Regions from separate parts of the Mus musculus genome. Here all the other regions are linked to region 1. The links are chromatin contacts, called in public Hi-C maps. All regions are on one chromosome and are shown on one strand. Each heading gives the region's core, a stretch centred on a gene start, on an enhancer-like site or on the middle of the called end of the contact. The rest is flanking DNA. Distances are from core to core; before and after follow the strand shown. Region 1 holds the start of Jph2 (junctophilin 2). Region 2 has its middle 13 kb from the start of Tox2. Region 3 overlaps Tox2 (TOX high mobility group box family member 2).

The links. Hi-C and Micro-C count contacts between places; a contact is called where the count stands out from the background.
Region 2: a Hi-C map of Sertoli cells shows a contact between it and region 1, with 2.5 times the contacts expected there. The contact joins the enhancer-like site here to the promoter of Jph2 in region 1. A contact is called at or near these places in 5 of 39 promoter capture datasets (the 3T3-L1 cell line, cranial neural crest, embryonic stem cells and 2 more) and 3 of 484 Hi-C or Micro-C datasets (Sertoli cells, embryonic stem cells and uterus).
Region 3: a contact with region 1 is called in a Hi-C map of myocytes, with 5 times the contacts expected there. The contact joins the enhancer-like site here to the promoter of Jph2 in region 1. A contact is called at or near these places in 5 of 39 promoter capture datasets (embryonic stem cells, liver, stem cell-derived epiblast-like cells and 1 more), 11 of 484 Hi-C or Micro-C datasets (adipose-derived mesenchymal stem cells, embryonic stem cells, extraembryonic ectoderm and 7 more) and 1 of 9 other capture datasets (pancreatic islet).

Annotation. Positions count from the first base shown.
Region 1 is chr2:163,396,533-163,399,287 of GRCm38.p6, reverse strand. It overlaps Jph2 (junctophilin 2), which reads left to right and starts at 1,315. Exons shown (of 6, transcript NM_021566.2): 1 at 1,315-2,140. The coding sequence starts at 1,762.
Region 2 is chr2:163,189,154-163,191,908 of GRCm38.p6, reverse strand. No RefSeq gene overlaps it. Among named protein-coding and RNA genes, the nearest start is that of Tox2, 13 kb to the left of the region's middle. RefSeq lists an enhancer at 373-2,755. Within about 2 kb of position 1,323, at least 42 of the 459 cell types and tissues checked have an H3K27ac peak or open chromatin away from gene starts, as enhancers often do. A contact at or near this core is called in stem cell-derived epiblast-like cells, where this site is marked.
Region 3 is chr2:163,252,572-163,255,326 of GRCm38.p6, reverse strand. All of the region lies in intron 2 of Tox2 (TOX high mobility group box family member 2), which reads right to left. Among named protein-coding and RNA genes, the nearest start is that of Tox2, 51 kb to the right of the region's middle. Within about 2 kb of position 1,441, at least 84 of the 459 cell types and tissues checked have an H3K27ac peak or open chromatin away from gene starts, as enhancers often do. A contact at or near this core is called in myocytes, where this site is marked.

The DNA.
Region 1 (2,755 bases), core at 66-2,565:
TTTTTTCTTTTAGTTTCTTCTTTTCTTTCTTTGTTTCCTGTTTCTTTCTTTGTTTCCTTGTTTCTTTCTTTGTCTCTTTCTTCCTTCCTTCCTTCCTTCCTTCCTTCCTTCCTTCCTTTCTTTCTTTCTTTCTTTCTTTCTTTCTTTCTTCGGTGATTTCTAACCTTCCTCCATTCCAGCCATGTTATGAACACACACACACACGCACACACACACACACACACACACACACACACACACACACTTCCATGAGCAGGAAGGAGACTTTCCTCCCCTCTGCACTCCTCACACAGGCTGTGGGCTGTGGTGGAGTGAGATTCATTTTAGAAATATTCAGGATCGTTATTTTTGCAATATTCCCCTTCCCAAGCTTGCTTCTGCCCCAGCTCCTTAAGAGCACATAAGGCCAGGCTTCAGCGGCTCCTGTGGCAGGAGCAAAAGGCTTTGGTGAATTTCTAGCACCCAGGTCTCCACCAACTTCTAGTAAGAAGAAATACATCTCCAAGACAATGAAGACACCGTGGTCTTGGCTGAGGACTGTCAGCCCTAGAAGTGCTTTACACTCCCCCAACCCCCTCTCATGGGTTCTGGGGTTCGAATGCATGACAAGTACTTTATCAACTGATCCATATCCCCTGCCTCCTGAACTAGTTCCCTTTATCAGGGTTCTCCCCCAGTTTTCTGAGCTAGGGCTGGGGTAGAAAATGTAAGCCCAGAATGCCTGCTTGTTTGCGTTTGCACCCTGGTTAGACCCTCTCTGATCATTCTGAGTTCCACTCTGCTTTCAAAGGCATATGTGCAACCGTCCTCCATTCCTTTCTCTGTAGGTCACTGGATTCTTCAATGGGATTGGCAGAGGGACCAAAGCCCCAGGTCCTGCCTCGGCATGCTCGAAGTGGTAGGGCCCCATGTCTGCCACCCCCTGAACTCTGGGGATACAAAGTGGCCCTGGATAAGATGGTCTGCTGGTCTCCGTCTCTTCTCCCTGCCTGCGGAACCTGGGGACTTCTAGATGGGAGGCAGCTCTGATCCACAAGAAGGCAAGCCACCAAGTAGCTAAGCTGTCCACACTTCGTTCTCAGATTTCCTGCTCAGCCCCCTCGGGCCACTGCCTGGGTCTGCAGGCCCAGCGGATTGGAAGCCCCCCTCCCTCCCTCCGGCTCTGAAGGAGGCTGGGCCAGCCAGGGGGTTATTTTGGGAGCAGCTTCTGAGATCCAATGGCCTTGTTAGGGCAACACTGACCTTTCTATCCTGGGAGGAAGGCAGGGCTGGAGAAGGGGCGGGGCAGCTGGGAGATCTGAGCCGCATGCCCACTGGGGTGGATGAGAAGGGGGCCAGCGGCTGCTTCAGGGTGGGTGGCGACAATTTAGCCTCGGCTGGGCTGCTAAACCGGGAACTGTCCCTCTTTGAAAAGACAGGACCCCTCAACTCCTTTCGTTGCTTTTCTTAAGGAGAGCACACCAGACTCCATGGAAGCTGGACCTGGGACGCTTTGTGGGAACTTGGAGTCTCTTCGGTCGGCTTCCTTTTCAAGTTGCTGCCTTGTTGGGGTGACTGAGGAGGCCTCCCAGCCATGGCACTGACCAGCGCCCCCACTGCTGACTTGGCCTTTGGGCTTTTGCTGCCTCTGTTGGCATCTTGCTTTTTTCCACCTCTAGCCCGGTGGTGAGTCTAGGGGCTCAACCTGAAGGTGCCTGGAGAACATCAGGTACCCCTACGCCCAAGCTGGAGGACGGAGGAGTTGTCAGGAGCGAGGATGAGATGAGCGGGGGCCGCTTTGACTTTGATGATGGCGGGGCGTATTGTGGGGGCTGGGAAGGGGGAAAGGCACACGGGCACGGACTGTGCACCGGCCCCAAGGGCCAGGGTGAATACTCGGGCTCCTGGAATTTTGGCTTTGAAGTGGCAGGCGTCTATACCTGGCCCAGTGGGAATACCTTTGAGGGATATTGGAGCCAGGGCAAACGACATGGGCTTGGCATAGAGACCAAGGGGCGCTGGCTCTACAAGGGGGAGTGGACGCATGGCTTTAAGGGGCGCTACGGAATCCGGCAGAGCACAAACAGTGGTGCCAAGTACGAGGGCACTTGGAATAACGGCCTACAGGACGGCTATGGCACGGAGACCTACGCAGACGGAGGTGAGTCTTGCTCATCCCGCAGAGCTTGAGGGGGGTCCTGAAGGGACGGTGGGGAACAGCAGTGTAGTTGGCAAAGAAATAGATGGTCTAAGGTGATAGTTCCTGTGTGGCTTTGGGTAAGCTACTCTGCCTCTCTGTATCCATTTTCTTATCAGAAAAGGTAGGGCACTAAGGCAGTTCTTGAGGACCAGCAGGACTGAAGAGTACAAGGCTGTCCTACAGATGGACACTTGATAGGATGTAATCACTTCTCTTTACTCTCGAGGTATGTAAGCAGCTAGATTTTAGCTTGTGTTTTAGCAGAACTGGGGGCTGGCCTCAACTTTGCTATGAAAAAATTTTCACGGGGTAGATCATAAGAGTGTTTATTCATTCGTTTCTCCATCCATCTATCCATCCAACCACCCAACTTTCATCCACCCATCCCTCCACCCACACATCCACCCATCCATCCTTCTCCCATTCACTCATCCGTCTACTCACCCATCCCATCCACCAGCCCACCCATCCCTTCTTGCATTTACCCAGCTTACATCTACCTGTCTACCCACCCACCCACCCACCCACTCATTCATCCATCCCTTCATCCATTCACCTAGCAGCTATTTACCTATT
Region 2 (2,755 bases), core at 74-2,573, 210 kb after region 1:
CCCCTTCCTCTCCCCCACCCCAGGCCATTCCTTCTGCACCGATTGCCCTGTTTCCTCCTCTGACTTCTGGAGACATTGGTTAAGTTGACCTCTGGCCTTAAAATCAGGTATGGTTGAGCACACCTGCAGTTATTCAGGAGCCTGCGACAGGAGGATGGATCACTTGAGCTCAGGAATTTAAGGAGCTTGAGTAGTGTAGTAAGACCCTGTTTCACTAAAACAAAAACAAACAAGCAAAAACACAGTTGAAAAGTAAAGTCTCCATGTTGGTCCATTGACTGTGTGAAACAGCAATGCAGCAGCAACACTTAGCAGGAAGTTGCGAGACTTCGGAGAGTGGCCTCTCCTGCCCTTGGCCAAGTGACTCCGGGAGCAGTTCAGTCCTGGGTTCAACACCTACCTTCAACCAGCACTTAAGTTCTGACCCGGGGAAGGTGTCTCTGAGCCTCCACTTTCATGTCTGCAAAATGAAGAAAATAGTGGTCAGACGTTGGCAAGATCCATTCACTCATTCAGCAGTGTGTGAGTGTATGAGTATGTGTGTGTGTGCATGAGTTCATGTACGGGCACGTGTGTGCATTAGTGTGTGTGTGTGTGTGTGTGTGTGTGTGCTCATGTGTGAGTGTGTATGAATACTTGTGTGAGTGTATGTACACATGTGGTGTGCAAGAGTGTGTGTGAATATGTATGTATATGTGTGTGTGCTTATACATGTATGATATATATATGTATATGTGTGTGTGTGTGTGTGTATAGAGGGGGGGGCAGGGGAGAGCGTTTATAACATATTCAGCACCATTTTAAACAGAAGGCCAGGCACTAGCAAAATAGAAACCACGCCTTACTTAAACTTGTACCCGGTGAACAAGATTACAAGTGCTAATGAAAACTGCAGAGGGGAAGAAGCAGGGAATGGCGTGGGTCAAGATGGAGAAGGCAGGACACTCGGGGAAGGGCTCTGCTAAAGTAGCACTTGGCTGTAGCAGGCTGGTGGCCTGTCCAGGGACATCACTTGGGTGCTACTATCAAGAGATCAGTGGGGCAGGTTAGAGGGGCCAGAGAAGCCATGGAGTGTGAGAGCAGGAGAAGGTCTCCAAGTATCTTCAAAATACTCTGGAAATATTAAGAACTCAGTTACCACTGGAGAAGCCGCCATTAAGATTTAGAACTGGAGGGATGGGGGTGGGGTGTGAGGAGGGACGGGGCAGGGGCAGAGTTTAGCCAAGATCTGACATGGGCTTTAGAGTGCCCTGTGAGTTCTTGTCACAGTCACATACTGCCTCCTGGTACTGGGTCACTCACCCAGGCAGAAATCTACTGTGATGGGCTGAGTGACAGATACGTTCAGGAGGAAGCCTTTGTCCTTGTAGCCAACTCTATCCGAAGGAAGTAAGGATCGTTCAGTGCCCCTCAAACTCTGGCCCACCCAGGGTCCCCAGGGGGGTGGCTGTACCCCTGCTCATAAGTTATGTCTTGTCAGATCCTAACAAATTAAATAGCTTAAGTGCAAAGTGCAGGCTGCCCCAAACAGCCACTCACTCCTGGAGTCTGTTCCCATTTCCTTCTGGCTCCCCAACCTCAGCACTGGCCTTTGGGGTTTTGTCAGGAGAGGGTTAAAGCTGTGAGGACTGGAGTCTTCTCTCAGGAGATTGGAATGTGGAGGGGCTGAGCTGGGTAGGCCTGGTGGTCCAGGGCTGAGCAAGGCCATTGTTATAGAACAAGTGAGCCCCAGGAACAGACCCCCGGCCTCTAATTATGGGACACTTGTGTCTTCTCTGGCTGTGAGGTCTTTGTGACTGTTAGCATAAGAACCTACGAAGTTCATGAGGCTTGCCTCGGTTCTGACTTGCCCTAGGCTGCAGTGCTAGAAAAGTGTGAAGAGGAAAAACTGTTAACTGGGGCATCATAAAAGACAGCCCAGAGATTCTTGTTTTGGGTCACAGTGGAATTGCCCAGATACTTGAAAATGTAAAGCCAGGCTCTTGGATTTGATTCGGTGGATGGGGGTGGGGAGCGGGGAGGTGGGGGAGGAAGCTGTTTTGTTGTTGAGATTCACAGGGACTGCTGTGGAAGACAGACAGGAGCCCAGCTGCTGCGGGGACACTTCCTAAATTCTCACTCTTGGTCCTATACACTCTCATGTAGCGTGGTGAGCCCTGCATGTCAATCAACACATCCTCCAGCACCGACCTGCCCCATAGCAGTTTCCACCTGTTCACCTGCACAGCCACACCCCTGAGCACACAGTCTCAGACCAGATGGGAAAGGAGAAAGCAGGGGCAGAAACCTGGAGTGGAGAGGGTGAAATCTGAGCTCTGAGCAGACGTGAAAAATGGCGGGGAGGACAGGGGGCTGATATCTCCACCCTCTGTAAACCTCTACCAATATCTACATCCACGGTAAAAATGAATCTTAATATCCTTTGCATGGAGTTGAAGTGGGGGCCTCGCTGTATATTCTACTTATAAGTCTCTCGTCAGATATATTTTCTCCCACCCTATATACCTCCACTTTGTTTTTTTAACTGTATTTGTGTGTGGTGTGTGCATTTATGTGTGGAATATAAATACATATGTGTGCCCATACACGTATGCGCGAGGCCAGAGGCCAGCTTCCTCTGTTGCTTTCATCATCTTATTTTCTCTCACTGAATCTGGAACTTGCTGCCTGTAACAGCTAGCTGGGCTAAGCAGTGCGTGCCAGGGGTCTGCCTGTCCTTACTCTCCACCCTTAGCACTGAGGTGTCAAACATGCC
Region 3 (2,755 bases), core at 192-2,691, 140 kb after region 1:
CGATCACGTGGCAGAGGATGCTGGGTAGGAAGGGATTCGTATCTCCAATGGGCTAGAAAAGATCAGGAGGCATCCTTCACTAGGTTTGTGATTTTTCTAGGGACTTTCTTGGCACATTTGAAAGCAAGATAATTTCACGAAAATCTTTCTAATTTCAACGCCTACCCTAATCTGATTTTCACCGAGTAAGTGCGCTCCCTTGGCTCATCTTTCTGATGCCTGATCCGGACACATCCGGGGCAGACGCAACCTCAGCAGCATGGGAACCTGACTAACACTTCTCTAGCTACTGTGCGCTGTGTGCCAGACACAGGAATATGCTCTCTGGGTACCAATGCATCTTAGTTACTCTTACCCACATCCCTCTGAGGGATGTCTTAAAGATGCCATGGAGTCTTGGAAGAGCTGGTTACATTTTCAAAGCCCACACTTTTCATGTTAGCACCCCGATGAGCCCGTCTCACCGACATTTCCTTACTGCAGTCTCAGTTGATTTGACAATAGTCTCAAAGCCACTGACTGATGACCTCATCTCCGGGTCTCTTCTGAATTGGTGTGACTTAACCAGATAGCAAAGGACTCGCTAGCAGTATGGGCAGACATTGTCCCTTCTGGGTATTCCTGGGCACGTGGTAGAGGAGGAAAATATCCAGGTGACAAGAGATAACCTGGAAAGTTCCTCAGAGGTGCCCACTCACAGATATAGAAGATTAGGGAGAGAGCAAACCACCCACCCCATGGCACAGAGCGAGAGGCTACACAGACACTAGATTCAGGCTCCCGAGCCTTCAGAAGCTTAGAGCCCAATGCCATTCTAGGTGGTCGCTATGTGTGGCCATGTTTCTCTTGTTCATAGGGTAAGCTCGCACACTGCAATGAGCACATACGTAAATCCAGGGGCTCTTTGACTCTCCTCCAGTATAAAGCCAAGCCCTACAGGGCATAGTCATTTTGAGATGGGCTGGGAGAGGGGGAGGGGCTCCATTTTTATGAAAACCCTTGAAATTACATTACCAACACACTGCCAGCCCCTCCCCCACCCCACCCCACCTCCTCTTATCGTTCCCACCCCATTTTGAAAGGGTGAATGTTCCCTGGGATTCAATTTTGCTCATAATAGTTGGAAGGAAACAAACTATAGGCTGTAAACACTGACTGCATTGTATGAGAAATACCTTTATGATGGGGAGCTGAGATGAATACCGCCCAAGTTCCTCCACTAAGCACGTCCCCTAATGTCTCCTATCGAAACATCTCACACAGGCAGGAATCTAGAGCTTTAACGTAAATGTATTTTTAGCCACCAGAATGCAAAATTAAGACTGGAGAGATGTAAGCACCAGCTCTCTGCAGTTTTCTTCAGTGAAGCCTGGGAGACTCGTGCATTTTTCTGAGCCCGTGCTTCGGAAGGGTGTGTGCACATCAGCTCCCCGTGACACACTCCATTTTCTCCCTGTACATAGGGTGGGGTTTTATTTCCTCCCTGCATTTTACTCTCCAGCTGGGAGATGACATTAAATTTCATCAGATCCAAAGCAAATCTATGGTCTTGAAGCCGTTTTTTTTCTCCTTTCAGGCCCCTCATATTTATTCAGAATTCATGAATCATGTTCCAATAACACAGCCGTAATTATTTTTAAAGTGTGATGCTTGTGGCTTCAACAGGAAATGGTTGCAAAAGCCCTTTTCTCTTTGATTGTTTGTAATCTCGGGCGTAATCGCTGCCGTTGCCTTCTCAGCACCGCAGCGGGCGAAACACAATTTCATTTTAATCTGAATCTCGAGCCTTCACCCCAGTTTTAATTAAAGCAATAAGAGCCATGTCATCTTTGCCCTTTGCAATGTACACAGACTCGGAAGCCAGAGTGACTAAGCGTACAGCCTCAGATTTCAACCCTGGCGGCAAGGCCTCCTGCCTACCCACCCGTACATTTACTGGGAAGTGGTTTGGTTTCACAAAACCTCAACCACTGAGGCGTTTTCCTCACCTGTTAGATGGGGGACAGCTGTGCCTAACTAACGAAGGCTGTGTGGTGTGAAGCAGACCTTTGACTCCAGTGCCTAAGCCCTGGGAAGCTCACAGCAAATGTTAAAGCCCATCAATTATTTTTAATTTAGTGTGTGTGAATATTTTGCTGTCACGTATGGCTTTACACCACATGCGTGCCTGGTGCCCTTGTCATAAGAAGGCAAGGACATCAAATCCCCTGCAACTGGAGTTACAGATGGTTGTGAGCCGCCTCATAGGTGCTGGGACTTGAACCCGAGATCCTCAGCAAGAGCAACCAAGGGTTTTTAACTGCCAAGTCATTTCTCTACTCCATTTTGTGTGCGTAGCAGGGAGGGGACAAATGCAACACCCTCTCCTGATTATTAATGGGGAAACTGAGGCTCAGCAAGAAAACAATATAGGCAAAGGGAACTGAATGAGGCAAAAACTTGAGATCCAAGTTTCTGCCTTTTTCCCTATTCTGGGCATCCACCACTGCCCCCTACTGGAAGGAGGCTTCCAATAAAAAGCTATGAGGACCAGTCTACACTCTCCACAACAATGTATAAAATGTGTTTTCCTGAAGGACTTTGAGGGAATGTGCGTCATCAAGCCTTGGGATTTGTTGTCAGCCAGATAGATGAAAAAAAAAAAAATAGCAGCTTTAGTTTTTCTTTTGTGTATTTTCTTTCGGTAAATGGTTGGCTCGGATCTCCTTCCCTTCTCCACTGTGGGTTTGAATTGATTTCTCGTAAGTCTTATGTA